2 separate regions of the Sus scrofa genome follow, and region 1 is linked to region 2. A link is a contact called in public Hi-C data. All regions are on one chromosome and are shown on one strand. Each heading gives the region's core, a stretch centred on a gene start, on an enhancer-like site or on the middle of the called end of the contact. The rest is flanking DNA. Distances are from core to core; before and after follow the strand shown.

What was found. Hi-C and Micro-C count contacts between places; a contact is called where the count stands out from the background.
Region 1: a Hi-C map of omental adipose tissue shows a contact between it and region 2, with 2.7 times the contacts expected there. The contact joins two enhancer-like sites. A contact is called at or near these places in 2 of 5 promoter capture datasets (fetal liver and liver), 30 of 47 Hi-C or Micro-C datasets (adipocytes, adipose tissue, alveolar macrophages and 18 more) and 2 of 2 datasets of contacts at active chromatin or transcription factors (alveolar macrophages and skeletal muscle).

What each region holds. Positions count from the first base shown.
Region 1 is chr17:11,664,053-11,670,979 of Sscrofa11.1, forward strand. No RefSeq gene overlaps it. Among named protein-coding and RNA genes, the nearest start is that of CHRNB3, 20 kb to the right of the region's middle. Within about 2 kb of position 2,714, at least 8 of the 83 cell types and tissues checked have an H3K27ac peak or open chromatin away from gene starts, as enhancers often do.
Region 2 is chr17:11,427,712-11,434,489 of Sscrofa11.1, forward strand. No RefSeq gene overlaps it. Among named protein-coding and RNA genes, the nearest start is that of VDAC3, 18 kb to the left of the region's middle. Within about 2 kb of position 3,825, at least 20 of the 83 cell types and tissues checked have an H3K27ac peak or open chromatin away from gene starts, as enhancers often do.

The DNA of each region.
Region 1 (6,927 bases), core at 1,464-3,963, 240 kb after region 2:
TCCTCTGTCTTCTGTATGTCCTTTAAATTGGGGTTAAATCTAAGGCTTGTTCAGATTCAGGTGGACGTTTACACAAGGAGGCACACGTGGTCGTGACATCGGCAGTTGTAGGTGATCATTGCCTAAAACCATTAATTAGCTGTTGCGGAGGCCGAATACTAACTCAGGGGTCAGTGTAGGAGCCTGGGCTTCGAGGCAGTCTTTGATATGGCCGTTGATTAACATTTGTGGCTTAAGGGCTCCAGGGAGTAACATCCCCACAGGACTTGTTTTATTATAAGCAATGCACATTCCCCACAGACCTCGTATACTATAGAAAATGTGAATTTCTAGCCCACTCCTCAACTGATGAAAGAGGAATGAGAGGAATGGTAAAAGGAAAGGACAAAAAAATAAAATAAAATAAATCTTTCAGGACATCTCCAACCCCAAAAAGCCCTATTGGACAAGGACTGATATAGGTAACTGAATAAGGCCAATGGGAGAAAGCCACATCTTTCTGGACCCCACTTTGGTGCCCCTCCCCACTTTTAAGAGATAAAAACCCCTATAGGACTATAGAGAAAGGGGGCTCCCCTCCCCCACTCCCAGTGACCCAGTGGCTGCGTTCCTTTAATAAAAACTTGGCTTGCTTGCTGCCTGTGTGTTCACAGGGTTCATTCTTCCACTGCCGTGAACAAGATCCCGGATGCCGGTATCATCTTTCCAGTATCATTGCCAAATTATGAACCTCGTCATTTCTTCTTCATTTATTAGCTAGACTACTTCTTTAAAGAGAAGCTTGCCAAGAGCTCCTGTTGTGGCTCACTGGGTTAAGGACCCGACGGAGTCTCCGTGAGGAGGCAGATTCGATCCCTGGCCTCGCTCAGTGGGTTAAGATCTGGCCTTGCCACAAGCTGCAGCATAGTTTGCAGCTGTGGCTCTGATCTGGTGTTGCTGTCGCTGCGGTAGGCTGGCAACGGCAGCTCCAATTCAACCCCTGGCCCAGGAACTTCCTTATGCTACAGGTGCAACCCTACAAAGGAAAAAGAAAAATGAGAGAGAGACAGAGAGACAGAGAGAGGGGGAGAGAGTTTCTCTCATCAACTGTTTGCTCAGGAATACAATATGTTACCATTTGATCAGGAAAGTCCAGGTCAATGAACTCTCTTCCTAGTCCCTTTCAGCAGGAAATGTTCTTTAGATGTCACAATCTGGTGTTCACAATCAGTGTTCACTGTGAAACTGCCAATATTTATGACTTGAATGTAGCCAGAACTCAGATTGGGACTTGAACCCACAGTTTTAAAATTAGAATCACTTACCTGTTGTCTGGACTTACTGAGGTTCAAGTTCTTTGTGCTTTAGCACAGAAGGAATTCAGCAAGAGACAAAGTGATAGGCAAGAGATAGATTTATTAAGATAAGATGCTTGTGGAGTTTCCATTGTGGCTCAGTGGTTAACAAATCCGATTAGGAACCATGAGGTTGCGGGTTCAATCCCTGGCCTTGCTCTGTGGGTTAAGGATCCGGCATTGCCGTGAGCTGCGGTGTAGGTTGCAGATGCGGCTTGGCTCCCGCGTTGCTGTGGCTCTGGTGTAGGCCGGTGGCTACAGCTCTGATTCAACCCCTAGCCTGTGAACTTCCATATGCCGTGGGAGTGGCCCTAGAAAAGGCAAAAACTCAAAAAAAAAAAAAAAAAAAGATAAGATGCTTGTGAGGAATGCACGTGGGCAGGCAAGGAGGCTCTGCCCTGAGGATTAGGTGGGCTACATTTTTATAATCCAAGGGGCATGGAGGTGGGAAAAGACCACCTCTTCCTCTTTCTTTGAGTAGCTGTCAGGCTTACATCTTTAGCTCCTCCTTCGTGTCTGGTAAGGAAGTATTTGACCCAGGGTGCTCATTCAAATCAGCAGAAGGGTGGTACCATCATCTGCTCAAATATGTTGAATCGTCTCAGGTTTCCAAAGTACAATGAGGGTCTCCTACTTGGGAACATGATCTTTCCCTTAGCCTCCTGCCTTTGGTCCTAAGAGTCGATATCTTGCTGAACTTGAATGCAGACCTTTTTTTATCTTTCACTTAATACTTGTGGTTTTATAATTAAGCAAGCCTGCTTCCTTCTGATGGCTTTCTTGAATGATTATTAACTTACAATGATCTCCCAAAGTCCCCTATCTTTCCCTCTCAAGCTCTGGTCCCCTACTGTGACGTCTACAACTATTCCGACCCTATCAACTCTTTGTGGAATGATACTACATCTTGAATTTGTATTTATGCATCTGAATTAAAATCAGATCTCCATTGGTTTTTGTTCTTAACTTTGTCAATGTTACACCTGTATCTTCTTTTTTCCCATGCCCCGATTCTGATTCTCAGTGACACCAGTCTAATTACTGGTTTTGAAACCAAGCAGGACCCTATAGGGTCCTCCCAGGCATAAATTCTGTCCATGTTTCCCGTTTCTTGTTTGCAGAAAAGAGGCTTCCCTCAGCCTCCAGGACCTTCCCTGAGTTCCAAAGGGCAGGGTCACACAGTTATTCATCAGGGAAGGGAGGGGATGCAGAAACGAAAGGAGGAGTAATAGTGAAACAAGAAACAACAGTGGAGCCTTGGGGCAGGTCCTGGTTTCCCCTCAAGGGATATAGTAACAATAATACCTTTAAGTTCTTCTGTAGGAACTAAGGACTCCACCCAAGTGGAGGATGGTAAGTAACTTCCGGCCAGAACCGTGCCCAGTTACCTTATCACCAACCAATCAGAAGAAAGTCTGCTCAAGGCGGAAGATAATGAATACTCTCACCTCCCCCCCCAAATGATGAACTGCAATTAACTTCCCCTTTCTCACCTTTTTTTTTTTCCTTGCTTTTGCTTTTTAGGGCAGCATCTGGGGCTTATGGAAGGTCCCAGGCTAGGGGTTGAATCAGAGCTACAGCTGCAGCACAGCCACAGCAACGCAGGATTGGAGGCGCACCTGCTACCTACACCACAGCTCACTGCAATGTCGGATCCCTGACCCAATGAGTGAGGCCAGGGATGAACCGCATCCTCATGGGTATTGTCAAATTCATTTCCACTTCGCCACAGGGGGAACGCCCCCCTTTCTCCCTTTAATAACCTTCATGGTCAAGCAGAATCTTTGGAGCTGGTTCTTGGACATGAGTCTGCCTTCTACCCAGGTTGCCAGCCTCCTACATAAAGCAAACTTTCATTTCCTTCCAACACCTGTCGTTACAGTATTGGCTTTCAAGTGGCAAGTGGAACAACCTGAGTCTGGAACAATTTGCTTCATCTTGTAATCCACTGACAACCATCTCAAAATAATAACAGCAACACCATTATCGATAATAGGATTACCAAACGCAGATTTGGGGATGTGATTTTTTGGGGGGGTACTTCTCTTTAACCTCAGGATCTATCTGATTAGTGATGTACAGGCAAATTACAGTGATTTAGTTTTGTAGTTTTATTTTTTGTCTTTTTGTCTTTTTAGGGCCGCACCTGCAGCATATGGAGGTTCCCCAGCTAGGGGTCTAATTGGAGCTGTAGCCGCCAGCCTACACTGCAGCCACAGCAACACCAGATCCGAGCCTTGTCTGTGACCTACACCACAGCTCACAGCAATGGCGGATCCTTGACCTGCTGAGCGAGGTCAGGGATCAAACTTGCAACCTTATGGTTCCTAGTCAGATTCATTTCTGCTGTGCCATGATGGGAACTCCAAATTACAGTGATTTAAAGTCCCTTGAAATAGCTCACCTCTGTGCCTTATGCCACCAACTCACTCTACAATTAGATTCATTTGCTTCGTGGCTTTCAATGTTTACATAGTTCTCTTTTCCTTTTTAAATTTAATTTTGCTTTACAACTATTCAAAATATTTACCTGGTTTCAGAATCAAATCTATCAGACGAGTCAGAGAAATCTAGCTTCCATCCCTCTTCTCTCAACCCTATGCTCTTTCTCTCCCTATCAGTAAACTTTTTTCCTTCTCTTTATGGTTTCCATTTTTAAAATACAAGTTTAGATATATTTATAAAAAGAATATATATGTATGTATGTGTATATTCCCATCCCTTCCCTTTATCATATAAATCATACATGTATTTATACGCTTTTTTCTTTTTACAGTCATACCTGCAGCATATGGAAGTTCCCAGGCTAGGGAGCGAATTGGAGCTGCAACTGAGGCCAGCACCACAGACACAGCAACAATGTCGGATCTGAGCCACATCTGCCACAGCCGTAACTGCAAACCCAAATCCTCATGGAGACAATGTTGGGTCCTAAACCTGCTGAACCGCAACGGGGGCTCCTAAATGGTATATTTATGTTTCTCCACTTACTGATATAATCCAGAAATAACTATGCAGTAGTAGTATATGGAACTTTTTTTCCCCCAGTTGATGCCTCTTCATTTTGTAAACATAATTCAACATACCCCAGTTGATACAAACAGTTGCTTTGCTGCAAACTTTTCTTAGTTGGTGCTGCATGAATAGCCTGGTGCATGGCATCGTCTCATAGTCTTGCTTCTCTCTTTAGGACAGAGACCTAAAAGCAGAAAAGCCAAATCAGTGAATAAATCCACCTGCAATTTTCTCAGATCCTGCCAAGTTCCCCCTCCATAGGAATTATACCATTTTGCATGCTCTCTAGCAACATATAAGAATTCCATTTCAGCGTTCCCTGGTGGCTCAGCAGGTTATGTAAGGATCCAGCATTGTCACAGCTGTGGCTCTGGTCGCTGCTGTGACATAGGTTTGATCCCTAGCCTGGGAACTTCTGCATGCTGCAGGTGTGGCCAAAAAACAAACAAACAGAAAAAGAATGTCCTTTTCTCCACAGCTTGGCCAACAGAATTTATTGTCAAACATTTTGGCTTTTGTCAATTGGCTAGGTGAGAAATGGTATCTCAATGAGGGTAATTTGCGTTTTCCTTTTTTTCATTTTTTTAAATTTTATTGAAACGTTAATTTACAATATAATTTCTGCCGTACAACATATATAGTTACACATATACACACATCTTTTCTGTTTCAGGTTCTTTTCCATATAGACCTCCAAAGACTATTGTGTAGAGTTCCCTGTGCTATACAGGTCCCATTGGGCAGTCATTCCACAGACCTCAGAGTGCATATGTCAATCCTAAGCCCCGAGTCCAATTTGCATTTTTCTTTTTTTCTTTTTCCTTTCTTTCTTCCTTCCTTCCTTCCTTCCTTTCTTTCTTCCTTTGTTCCTCTCTTTCTTTCCTTCCTTCTTTTTTTTTTTTTTTTTTTGTCCTTTTGCCATTTCTTGGGCGGCTCCTGTGGCATATGGAGGTTCCCAGGCTAGGGGTTGAATCAGAGCTGTAGCTGCCAGCCTATGCCACAGCCACAGCAACGTGGGATCCTTAAACCACTGAGCAAGGCCAGGGATTGAATCTGAGTCCTCAGGGGTTGTAACTGCTGAACCACAACAGGAACCCCCAATTTGCATTTTTCTTAGGCAGGGTTGAGAATATTTTCACATGGGTAAGGGCCATTTGGATTTTATTTCTGTGACTTGTCTGTTCATTTCTCTAGACTATGTTTCTATAGATTTATTGGCATCTTTCTCTTTCTTTAAATTATTTTTTATTTATTTATTTTTTAAGGGCCACCCCATGGCATATGAAGGTTCCCAAGCTAGGGGTTAAATTGGAATTGTAGCTGGTGGCTAAGCCACAGCCTCAGCAACTCAGGATCTGAGCAACATCTGTGATCTACACTACAGCTCATGGCAATGCCAGATCCTTAACCCACTGAGCGAGGCCAGGGATCGAACCTGAGTCCTCATGGATGCTAGTTAGATTCTGTTCCACAGAGCCATGACGGGAACTCCTGGCCTTTTTCATTTTATATTTAGAAGCTTTTTGTTTTTTTCTTTTTAGGGCCACGTCTGCAGCATATGGAATTTCCCAGACTGGGGGTTGAATTGAAGCTGCAGCTGCCAGCCTACAGCACAGCCACAGCAATGTGGGATTCAGGATCTGAGAATATCTGTAACCTACACCACAGCTCATGGGAATGACGGATCCTTAACCCACTGAGCGAGGCCAGGGATTAAACGTGCATCGTCATGGATGCTAGTCAGATTCTTAACCCACTAAGCCACAGTGGGAACTCCAGGTGCTATTTTTTTTTATACCAGGGATAATAACACTTGGTCTATAATATTTTTCCAAGTTTGTTACAATTTGCTTACGGTGTTTTTGTTTTTCGTTTTTTTTTTTCCCTTGCAAACTTTTTTGATGTAATCAGACTTACTAATCCTTTCTCTCATTCCTTCTGGATTTTAAGCCTTAGGAACGCTTTCTCATTGCGTAAGTTACAGAGGAATTTGCCCATGTTTTCTTCTGGTAGTTGTAAGGCTTAGTTTTTCACATTTTGGTCCCTGATTCATTTCAAACTTATCTCAACGTACCATGAGGAGAGGGGATCTAATTTTATCCTTTTTCAACGTGGCCATCTGGTACCCAGGACCACCTATCAAAATGTCTATCTTTACCCTGCTGGTCTGAGACGTGTCCTTTATTAGATAGTAAATTTCCAATATGCAATTGGATCTTTTGTGTAGATTTTCTAGTCTATTGGTCTGTGTGTTTGTTTATGTGCTGATACCATACTGACTCACTTAAACAGTTTTATCATACTTTCCTGTTTCCTCTATTGTACTTTTTGGGGAGGGCTTCGTGGCTATACTTACCTGTTTGCTCTATTAAATAAACAAACCATTCATTCTTTTCATATATATTTTTTTTCTTTTTAGGGCTGCACCTGTGTGGCACATGGAGGTTCCCAGGCTAGGAGTTGAATCAGAGCTGCAGCTGCAAGCCTACTCCACAGCCAGGGCAATGCAGGATCCATACTGCATCTGCGACCTACACCCCAACTTGCTGCAACGCCCGATCCTTAACCCACTGAGTGA
Region 2 (6,778 bases), core at 2,575-5,074:
TTTTGTGGGTTGGACCATCATTTCAGGAGATAAAGCGTAACAAAAGGCAAAGGCAGTGAGGGGTGAAGAGCAAACTGGTTCCATGTCGTTGATGCCTGTGTCTCATTGGGGAACTGCAGCCCGAGCTGGGCTGACAGCTGCACTGGGAGGCCCTTGGTGGCTGAAGTGGGCGCCAAAGGCTGACGTGAGTGAGGTGTGTGGTGGTGGGTGTGTCTTCAGCCTGCTGGTATCAGGGGCAGGGGATAAAGATGGTGGGGGTTGGGGGCATGAGGACAAGATGCTCCCCCAGGTAATTTGTTACTTGTCTGATGAGGCCTGAAGTAGAAGGGATGGAGCTTGCTCTAAGTCGATGTGTTTTCCTTACTTGTGTAATCCTGTCCCTTTTAAGTGACTTGTTCTTGCAAAGGTAAAGAGCCAAATTTTGTGTTGCCTCTTCAGTGATCCAGACATGAATGTAGAGACTCAAAGTTCAGCCTTTTCAGCAGTTTTACTAAATCATGGCTGGGCCGCTTCTAGGTACCCTCATCATTATGTTTTAGCCAAAAGAAAGCACATTTCCTGAGCTTCTGTGCCAGGCTCTGTGCTGGTCACTTGTGATGCAATTGGCCTACCCCTCCCAGCAGTGACTGCTAGAGTCTTGGAGTGTGGTCGTGCAGGGGAGGAAACCACGCCAGGGGTCCTTGACAGAGGACTTGGTTGTGGCTTCTCATGCGGAAATTCTCAGGAACTCTCCATAAAACGAACTCCCCATAAAATGCACTCCCCAAAAATGCACTCGAGCACCCCTCTCCCCTCTGCTGCCCCAGCTTTCGTTTCACTGCCCCTGTCCCTCCTCCCCCTTCTCTCCAGTTTAGCTTTATAACTCCTGATACCACTCATGTATTAATTTTTTACCACTCTTATCTAATTTTTTTTTCTTTCTTTTTCGGCCACCCCCTGGCATGTGGAGTTCCTGGACTAGGGATCAGATCTGAGCCACAGTTGCAACCTACACCATATCTGTAGCAACAGTGGATCCTTAACCCGCTGTGCCAGGCTGGGGATAAAACCTGCGTCCTGGTGCTGCAGAGATGTCGCCAATCCCATGGCACCACAGCAGGAACTCCTGATCTTGTTTAATTTTTAAAATTGATTCTTTCAGGACACCGCCAGGATCCTCAGTCTTGCCTTTTGAGCCTTACTCTCAAGGTAACTTACTTGGTCTTCTCTGCAGCCTGGGAGCAGAGAATGAACATTCTGGTATAGATGCATTTGATGTCAGTGGGTTCTTTGATTCAGTGACTCCACTCCTGGGAATTTGGCTTAAGGAAGACATCAGAGATGCACACAGTTCTGTATGGGGTTGCTCACTGCCATGTTCTTTATAGTAGAGACAAATTGATAGCGCTTCACATGTGCAGTAGTAGGGACGGATGGCATGTTTATCCACTAAGTGGAATATTGTTCAGCCATCAACAGTATTTTTGAAGAATCATACTCATCTAGGATTGTTTATAATGTTAAATAGAAAAAACGAAGTAAAAATACTAATTCCAATTTTATTTTTTAAAAATGTTTATGCATATATAGGAGAAAATGCTCCAAATATTAATGTTCATTGTCTTGGGAAGGTGGAATCTTAAGTTTTTTGTTTGTTTGTCTTTTTAGGGCCACACCCATGGCATATGGAGGTTCCCAGGCTGGGGTCCAATCGGAGCTATAGCTACCAGCCTACACCACAGCCACAGCAACACCAGATCTGAGACGCATCTGTGACCTACACCACAGCTCATGGCAACGCTGGATCCTTAACCCACTGAGCAAGGCCAGGGATTGAACCTGCATCCTCATGGATTTGTTACTGCTGAACCACAATTAAGTAAGTTTTGTTTTATCCTTTATTATAATTTTTTCTGGTTTTCTAAAGTGAATTTCTTATTTCTGTAATTAGAGGCAGGGTCTTCTAATTAATATTATTGTGGGAAATGCAGAGAGCCCCTGCGGCTGCAGCAAGAGTGTGTCTGGCGGTGGTGAGTGCGTCTGTGGTCCAGGTTGGCAAGGCCCAGCCATTGGCTGGGGCAGGAAACACCTTAAGAAAGTTACCCAGACAGAGAGCTTGATCAGAGTATTGGTGTGGATTGTGACAAGGAGGCTTTTATTAAATTTTGTACTGAGATTAAATTCACACACCATATTTTAGATATTAGTTACCTCTCCAAGACACCATGCGTTGCTAATCCCTCATCGTAGTCAGAGCTCCACCACTTCAGGGGCAGAGGGCAGTAGATGGCCTACAGTTTCATTTCGTTACTAAGTGTCTGTGCATGGAGGCTCATGGCCCTTTTGACCAGGCTCAGCTCCTAGAACTTTGGACAGAGGAGCCCTGAGAAAGAGCCAGAGCTGTTTCTGGGCCCCAGTGTTAGCAACGTGCACATGCACGGAGGCTGTGGATTCTGCGCAGGGAGCCCTCCCTGTAAGACCCTCTAACACCAAGGTTCCGATGGGCGCGCCATGTGTGCTCTTTGATAGCTTCCCTCTGCTTGTTCCCCTTATAAACAGCACCCCTTTGCCCTCCACTTGCATGTGAGATATTCAGGTTCTGTCCTCCACCTTGGTGGTCCTCTAAGCCTATGGTCATGTTAGTGTGGAGCTTTCATGCACAGGGCTTGCCCTCAGACTGAAGGGTAAGGTCCTTCTCCGAGTAAGGGTGGTCTGGTGATAGCCAGTTCTAACTCACTCTGCTTTGTTGTTTTTTTGGCCACGCCTACAGCATGTGGAAGTTCCCAGGCCTGGGATCTAACCAACCATAGCAGTGACAATGCCGGATCCTCAACCAGCTGAGCCACCAGGGAACTCCTCACTCACTCTGGTTTTAAATCAGTTGTGGGTTAGGACAAGGTAGCTTCTTCTAAACCACTGTGAAAGTGGAGTTACAGTTGTGGCTCAGCGGTTAACGAACCTGACTGGCATCTATGTGGATGCAGGTTCGATCGCTGGCCTCACTCAGTGGGTTAAGGATCTGGTGTTGCTGTGGGCTGTGGTGTAGGTTGTAGACACGGCTCCAATCCTGTGTTGCTGTGGCCCTGGCACAGGCTGGCAGCTACAGCTCCAATTGGAACCCTAGCCTGGGAACATGCCGTGGGTGCAGCCCTAAAAAGAAAGACAGAAAAAAATAAAAAAATAAACCACTGTGAAGGCTACTTGACACTTTGCTCAGGGCGAGAGTGGCAGCAGTGTTGGCCGCCCGGGCCTCCCCACTGCCTGGCTGGGGTGGCACAGAGGGGAAGGTGTGCCTGCGCTCTATGGAGGTGATTCCAGCAAGTCCGGCTCATTCTCAACATACCAGTCAGATGCTCTCTTTCCCTCGGGTGGAGGGAATGGAAAGCAGAAGGGCAGAGAGACCAGTCACTCAGAGACGTTAGTGCATAGTGTGTGCATTTAAGCTTAGCTGTCCCTCCCTCCCCCTGGAGAGCTGGCTGGTCCACCTCGGAGACGTGTCCACACCTCCCAGGGTTGGTGTAAGTTAGTGTATAGTTCTCATCCCTTGCCCCCCACTGCTCCCACCTTCCTGGATGGCTCACCACACCCACAGCTGATCTCCTGACCTCAGACCTTTCCTGTCTGTGGCCTGTGAATGGACACCTCTTCTCAGCTGGTCTGCGGGCACCTGCAGATACGCTGTTTCCCCACAGCACCAGTGCTCTGGCTGGGGTCTCTGCCGAGTTTCTGCCTCTTTGGGGAAGCTTCCCTTCCCCAGGGCCCTGCCCTCTGGAAACACCCTCATGGTGGCAGCAGCCACCCTGGACGGCAGTCTTTTTGTCTTCCTGCCTCCTGTGGCCAGACCAGCACATGGCATGTGATGGGTGCACAGTGGACATTTACTGATGAATGGATGGAGCCAGCCTGCAAGCAGGCCTATTTGGGATTTTTGTGAATGGATTGAAGTTGTCCTTCGGCAGGCACTCCTAGTTCCCTGTGGCCATCACGGCAGCACAGATAACTCCTGACATTTCTAGTGATTCTCTGAATTATGTTTACCCTTAACATTCTGGGAGGTGACTTCACTGCTGCAGTTTAAAAAGGATCTGCAAATAGGGTCACAGCTGCAATTACATTTGCCTCCACTGGGTGCTGCTGTTGCTGCTGCCAGTGGAAGATGATGGCCCAGCTGTGGGGTTGGTGCCTTCTGCCCTTGAGTCAGTCTATCTCCTTCCCTTTGAGCTCCTCCCTCCCTTCCCCAGCACCTCCCAACTCATAGCTTGGAATCTACATTCCAGGTTGGATTTAACCTCTAAGTGTCAAAGCCAGAAATCCCATCACTCTGGCTCTGGTCAAGTTCCTGTTCTAGCCAACAGCTGATCACCTTTGTTGAGCCCGAAACACTGGCTTAAAGTCAGATTTAATTCCTTATGTTTCCTAAACAAAAGCAGGCAGATTAAACCTCACCTCCTTCCTGGGCTTCCTTTCCAAGGTCTTAGTCACCTCTCACGTTCCTTCTCTGGCCCAGGACACAGTCCCTTTTCTAGACACCACAGTTGTGGACATGGTCTGACCAGTGCCGACCGGGACGAAGCTGAGACACTGTCAAAATCCTGGGGCTGCTCCAGTCCTGTTACCATTTGGCTGCTAAACTTGTTCTCATGCTGTGCTTGAGTTGCCCCAGTACCTGGCCAGCTCCAGGTTTCAAAGAGCAGCGTTTCAAAATGGATGGTGGTGAGATGACGGAGTATAGGTGATTTTTTTCCCTTTTCCTGAAATATGTTTCAGGGTCTTTTCAATAATAAAGGATCATGTGCTGCAAAGGTATTTATTAAGAAGGTGACAGTTAATCCAAGAACAGGGCTACATTTCCCCACATTCTACAGGTCTCACCAGGCATGCAGAGAACCTAGTCTCCAGTTTCCTCAGTCTCCAGCTCTTTCACCTTGTTCATCTAACTGGCTTATTTTGTTCCTTTCCTTCATTATCTGACTTAATTCTGTGCTCAGCACAGTTCTCCTGAGGGGACTTCTCCTTAAAAAGTGAGGTAGTGGGTAATGACCAGTCCAAGAAGGAAGGTGAACAGACTTGCTCATGGAGTCCTGTCCTGGGCCAGGCCCCTTGCACCACGCTGCCTCCCAGCGAGGAGTCCTAGCCCTGGTGCCATCATCTAGGAGCACTTGGGGGCAGTGGGCAAGGATGGCCTCCCTCGGGTAAGCAGAATGGACACAGCTTTGTCTAAGGCTCAGTGAACACCGTGTCGTCTCCAAAGGCTCCTTCTCCTACCCCGTGTGCTTAAACCACCTCATTGATCTTATGTTTCATTTTCTGAGGGACTGAACTGCTTTCAGTTTATATTGTGCAGCTCATTCTGAGGCGACCAGGAGGACTGATTTTGAAAATGAATAAATGTGCTTACATATTTGCTCAGAGGGTCAGTCCTTTTGGGAAGGCAGAGTGAAGTTTAAGAACCCTGAGCCGAGAGCATGAGCTCTTTGCAGCCTGTGTGGTGTGCAGATGGTCCCCAGGCCCTCTTCCCTGTCTCTTGCACAGCAGAGTGATGCCTGGTTCCCAGGAGGGTCCCTTGTCCGAGGAGTGTTTGCATTTTTAGAGGAAGAAGCTGATTAACTCAAAGGACTGTCTACCAGTGTCCTCTTCCCTCTGAGGGGCCCCGCCTCTGCCCTCGTGGGGAGGGGAAGGGAGGTCATCCCATCAGATAACTGAGGTGGGGAGGGGGCAGCTGTCATGGCTGTCTGCACATTGCATAATCATTGACTAATCTCATAGTGTTGCGATTGGAAAAGATGCTTGACTGTGATTTCAGTTTTCCTAAACTTATCATGGATTGACTTGGGCCTCTGTGGTCTACCCTGGAGATTGTTACATGTGTACTTGAAAATGTTATTAAGCTACTTTGGGATACAATGTCGTATATATATGTATGTATGTATATGTGTGTGTATATATATCTATGTAAAGGGCAGTGGATAGACAGGCCTGAAGTTTCTCGGTTGATTTTCTGTCTGGATGATCTGTCAATTGATATAAGTTAGGTGTTAAATTCCCCACTAATATTGTGACCGACTGTTTCTCCCTTTGTGTCTGTTAATATTTGTTGCACTATGTATACAGGTCTCCCATGCTGGGTACATCTATATTTACAATTATTTTTTTGTTTGTTTGTTTTTTGTCTTTTTGCCTTTTCTAGGGCTGCTTCCATGGCAAATGGAGATTCCCAGGCTAGGGGTCCAACTGGAGCCATAGCCACCGGCCTACACCAGAGCCACAGCAATGCGGGATCCGAGCCACATCTGCAACCTACACCACAGCTCATGGCAATGCTGGACCCTTAACCCACTGAGCAAGGCCAGGGGCCCAACCCGCAACCTCATGGTTCCTAGTCGGATTCGTTAACCACTGCGCCACGAAGGGAACTCCTATATTTACAATTGTTTTATCTTCTTAGATTGATCTTGGATTAATCCCTTGATTATTATGTAACGTCCTTCTTTGTCTTTTTTTTTTTTTTGCTACAGTCTGTTTTTTTTTTTTTTTTGGTCTTTTTTTTTTTTTGCCATTTCTTGGGCAGCTCCTGCGGCATATGGAGGTTCCCAGGCTAGGGGTCCAACTGGAGCTGTAGCCACTGGCCTACACCAGAGCCACAGCAACGCAGGATCCGAGCCGCGTCTGCAACCTACACCACAGCTCACGGCAACGCCGGATCGTTAACCCTCTGAGCAAGGGCAGGGATCGAACCCGCAACCTCATGGTTCCTAGTCAGATTCGTTAACCACTGCACCACGACGGGAACTCCGCTAGA